2 separate regions of the Sus scrofa genome follow, and region 2 is linked to region 1. Evidence: chromatin contacts called from public HiChIP or PLAC-seq data. All regions are on one chromosome and are shown on one strand. The core of a region is the stretch at or near the end of the contact, and the rest is flanking DNA. Distances in the headings are between cores, read along the strand shown. Region 1 overlaps ZEB2 (zinc finger E-box-binding homeobox 2). Region 2 has its middle 150 kb from the start of ZEB2.

The links. HiChIP or PLAC-seq counts read pairs in DNA pulled down with a chosen protein or histone mark.
Region 2: an H3K27ac HiChIP or PLAC-seq map of alveolar macrophages shows a contact between it and region 1. The contact joins two enhancer-like sites.

The regions. Positions count from the first base shown.
Region 1 is chr15:7,547,725-7,550,253 of Sscrofa11.1, reverse strand. The region is part of intron 2 of ZEB2 (zinc finger E-box-binding homeobox 2); the gene reads right to left. Among named protein-coding and RNA genes, the nearest start is that of ZEB2, 50 kb to the right of the region's middle. Within about 2 kb of position 1,268, at least 4 of the 83 cell types and tissues checked have an H3K27ac peak or open chromatin away from gene starts, as enhancers often do. A contact at or near this core is called in alveolar macrophages, where this site is marked.
Region 2 is chr15:7,349,526-7,352,054 of Sscrofa11.1, reverse strand. No RefSeq gene overlaps it. Among named protein-coding and RNA genes, the nearest start is that of ZEB2, 150 kb to the left of the region's middle. Within about 2 kb of position 1,259, at least 1 of the 83 cell types and tissues checked has an H3K27ac peak or open chromatin away from gene starts, as enhancers often do. A contact at or near this core is called in alveolar macrophages, where this site is marked.

The sequences.
Region 1 (2,529 bases), core at 19-2,518:
GGAAATGTACAGCTGCAGAAGAAAGGAAGCTTGATTCTATTTGCGGAGGTAATGACACAAGGCCTCATACAGTTGGAACCATCCCAAACTGTCCTGCTTTGAGTGTCCCGTCCATGAGACATCTTGCAAAGTTGGAGACAAAAAGTAACTGTAACGACTGCATGTTGAGGTTTGAAAATAAAACAAATTCATCTAGATGTTTGAAAAATCCTTTCATTACAAGGCTGGTGTGTGGTTTAAATAGCAACTGCCCCTCCCCCTACCGGCCCCACCTTTCTTTCCTACGTGTTGGATGTTTCAGAACAGTGTTTGGTCAAAAATGAGCTCTGTTGGTGGGTGCTGAAAAATAGGAGTTTTATGGATAAAGTGAGGAATAGCCTTCTGATTCTCTTCTTTCATGAGATGAATGAAATACTTTGGTTTTTACTTGAGGAGCAGACACTTGAATCCCAGTAGTAGTAGAGTGTGTGTGTGTGTGTGTGTGTGTTTTACTGACGGTACAACAGGGAGTGAGGAGAAAAGGACAAGAACTAAACCCTTCAAGCAGCAGCAAGAAGGAGTGTAGGAGCCAGAACTGGGCTATGCCTCTAAAAATCACATCATACACTGGGGTGCTGTCTGAACCACTAGTGGACAACTGTCCTTACTCATATGGTGAAAGCTACTCATTCTTTAAGGCCAGCTCAAGCATGTCCTTTCGTACAGCTGTGCTGACTTGTTTAAAGAGAGGGTAGCTCAGTACCTCTTTATGCATAAGTGGCATCAAGCACTTACCTTGATCATCACTCGATTCATTCTATCAGTCACTCAACAAACATGGCTTTCTTGAATATGTATAGAACATTAAATATTTATTGAATATTGACTTTTTGAATATTTATAACACGCCAGGCTCTGATCCTGCCAAGCCGTTCCTTCTGACAAGGACCCCTGAGGCTTAGTGAGGACTCACCTTTGGACCCTTGGTGCTAAAGCAGTACCTGCATCTGGCAAGTAGCTACTATTACTTAAATACAATAATGAATTAATCGAATTTAAATAACTTCCCTGTTGACAGGTTTACAGTAAAATGCTTTGAATAGGTATAAGTTTTTTAAAAAAGATTTCTCCTATAGAAGTGTACTCCTCGAAATAAGTTTTTAAAATGTGGCAGTTCAGCTCCTGGTTTAACCACAATTGTAGTATAGGTAGCTTTCTCCTGGGCACGACCCATACACCAGCTAACACACAGCCTTTCCCAGAGCATGCTGTGTGAATCATCTTTGATGGACACAAATGCCATCAGTCAGTCCTGAACATTTCGCAAACACTGGCGAGACTGTCTGGTCTCGTGAGTGTCCACAGACTCCCTTTTAGACACTATTCATGCAATTCTACATCTACCCCCATAACAGGCTTTTTTTCTAACCCAATTTCCTTGACCTGTGTTTTCCTTCTAACCAGACTTCAGAGACAAAGGCAGAGCAGTAAATCATTTTCTTAGAAAAACACCATCAAGCTATTTTGGTCATTTGGGCTGTTATTTATACGCTATACCTGAAAAGTTACTCTGAGATGGGAGAGCTTACTAAATTATTTTTTTCTCATTAACATTATTACTTCAAAATGATCATTAATTTGCTCTTTGGGTTTCTAAGTAGGAAACATCAAAGAAAGGAAAGTTCTCCCTAATTTAACTTTTCTTGAAAGGTAGCTGATTTACAAACAAATTACTTGTGCCTTGTGAGGAAGAGCCAAACGTGTCTGTTCATTTGATACATTTTCAGGGGCTACGGTAGTGTGGAAATGAAGCCCTAAGAAGCTCCTGTGTGATCCACAAACAACTTCACGGTATATTACACGTGCATCAGATACAGAGCCCAAACCCTCTGACTTGCAAGCAACCTGCCACGCAGAAGCCTTGCTTGGCAATGCCTTAAACAGCTTATTTAAATTGCAAACTTTGCAGCATCCGTTTACAGGTGATTTTGAAAGTTGGTTGTATAAGCTAAACAGCTTCATCTCCAGACGTTGTTTCTTAAATCATCCCCACATCTCCTTTCAAAGGTACTATTTCATCTCTCTCTTAAAAGCTCATCACCTTTGCTAAGAAATTGCCTTACAGAGTAAAAATGTATCTAAAACATGCATGAAGCTTAAACAAATATTCCAACTTGAGGGCAAATAACATTAGAGACATGGCTAGGAATTTCCAGGATGAAGTTTTGCCTTGAATAGAAATCACTTGAGAAGCATTTTGAAGTCATAACTTTATAGTGTAAGATGATCAAAGCCAAGTATTAATACTTTTTTTTATCAGCTCACCTTCTAAACAATATTTCAGTAGATTTCCTTTCACACAGTGATATTTGTAATAAATGTTCTGCCTTTGTTTTAAAGTCAGTCCGTAGAAAGATGACATCAGCTTAGCAAACAATAAAGTGCCTGTAATATTGTCTCCAGAGGGCTGTTACATTTACTTTGTAGCAGTAAAATTCAATTTTCAAAAAACACTACATGAATGATGTTAGGTTATTAACCCTATCACCG
Region 2 (2,529 bases), core at 10-2,509, 200 kb after region 1:
AGTAGTTGACCAAATCTTCAATATATGAGATATGAACAGTTTTAAGATTGCCATTGATAGCATTAAGTGTTAGATCTGGAAAAATAGAATTAAAACTAAAGATATTTTCAGTTGTGGCAAAACTTAAGAAGTATAGAGATATTATCTTTTACCTCATAAAAAAGAGGAAATGCTTTTTTAAGGAATTGCAAATATTTAAGATGTTATTAGCGTAGAAAAATCCCTGAGTGGGGCTGAAGCAGTCTCTTAAGTACGTACAGGATGACTAGTACTTCATCATTTCCAAAGTATTCTCTATTACATGACCTTAAGTCAATCTCATGACAGGCACGACAGGCAGAGATAATTATTAGCTCCATTTCCCACATATGAAGACTGTGTCTCAAGGAGGTTAGATCACTTGGCTGTTATTTCAGGGTTAGTAAGTACCTGGTCCATAGTTGGTGTTCGAACCCAGGTGTCTGTATGAAATATGAATAAGACTTACTGCTTAATTTAAACTACATTCTTATGTTTGTCACAAGTTGGATTTTCACAATTCTGTTGTTAATCCATTAGGACTGCTTTAGTGATGTACTTACTAACACAGAGTTAATCTTGGGCAAAGTGGTCAAATTCATATTAAGTATATTTTAGCTATCCATTGATGTGTAACAAATTATTCTAAAAGTTAGCAGCTTGAAACAAATTTATTGCTTACAATTTCAGTGGGTTAGGAGTTTGAGGATTGCTTAAGTACTTCTGTCTGAAAGGCTTCTCAGGGCTCTGGTTAAGGTGTTGGCCAGAGTTGTAGTCTTATCTAAAGGCTCAGCTGGGGGAGGATTAGCTTCTAAACTTACTTAGGTAGGTGTTTGCAGGATTCAGTTTCTGGGAGCTATTGGATTGAGGGCTTGATTTCCTTGCTAGCTGTTGGCCAGAGGCCTTCCTCAGTTCTTTATCACATGGACCTTTCCCCTGGGCAGCTCACAGTATGGCAGCCGACTTCCTTCAAAAAGAGCAGGGGAGAGAAAGAAAGAATGGACAGGAAAGGTGGAAGCCAGGGCTTTTTTGTAACTTCATTTTGGAAGTGACACCTCATCACTTCTACGGTGTTTCACTGATTCAAAATGAGCCCTCGGGCCAGCCCACTCTCTATGGGAGAGAATTACACAAGGACGTGAACATTAGGAGGCAGGAGCCGTTTTAGAGGGTGTCTACCATAATGGGTCCCGTGGCTTTCTCATGCATGAGGCCCTGCAGCTTGATCCAACTGCTTCTTCTCTCTATAAGGAAGCACAGATGATTTTCAGTATGTAATTTCATGGGCGTGCACCTATGTGCTCTAGGCTAATGCTCTTCTCACTTGCTCTTCCTACACTCACTCTTCAATTTCTCTTCTCCTTTCGCTCTTCCTTTCTTGCTTCCTCTACCCTCCTGCTTCTATCTCTACTTACTTCTCTTTCAGACTCCCTATTTTTCTCCTTCATTCTCATCTTTGTCAATAGTTGCCTTCCTTTCAAGAATCTGAGTCTTTTATATCTTTCATGCTTCTATGGCCGTTACTGCTTCTCTATCTGCTAATAAGGACCATGGAGAACCAGCAATTTTAGATGCTGGCTCTCAGGTTTCTAAATAAAGTGATTTAATTCAACTCTTGGGTCCAGTCTTTTTTCCACCTTCCTCTAGGAAGATGACACCATTATGAAGTGAGACAACATGCTTTTTCTAGAACATTGAAAATCTCATTTTAGAGAAAGGTGGGGTGGTGGCAGAGGATTTTTTTTTTCTACTTGTTCCTGCAGAATATCAAGACTCAAATACGTCTGGTATCCAGTCTTTTGTGTTTAATGTTAAATTCTTTAAAAACGTAAGATGTTGGTGATGATGATGATCACAATAAGGATGATAATGATAATGATGCAAAGTACACTATCACATCACCTAAAATGACCTGTTTCACTTTTTTTTTTTTTAGGAAATAAATGTATCCTAGTTTTATTTTAACCATTGTCCAAATGAAATGACTAATGGAAGTAGCCATCAGAGTAATTTTTCTCATAAGTTTCAATCATAGGAATACTTATTCATTTATTTATGTTTGTTTGTTTGTTTGCCTGTCTTCTGTTTACCTCCTGATGGCCAGGTTAGCAAATTTATCTCTGTTTCCAGTATCTAGCACTGTGTGAATCAATAAATGAATGTGGCACTATGTCAGAACTACTGTAGTTTGGGTAGGTTGGCTAATTCAGCTACTAAAGATAGGGTAGAAAATGGTTTTTCCAAATCATATGTGAAACTCAAAAAAATGTTAATGGTATTTAAACTTCAGCAATAGGAGTTGCTCTCAATGGAAAGGGACTAATTGACAAAGCAGAGAGCATATTTCACATTTAGGGATGATGTGCAGTAATTAGCCTGTTTGGGTCTAGGATGACTAATAGTGATTCCATGGGCTGTTTTATGATACTAAGCAAAGATTCTTGGGGCAAATCATGATTAGAATATGTTCAACCTGATGGCTTGTATGTTAAGCCCACTGGCACATAGTAA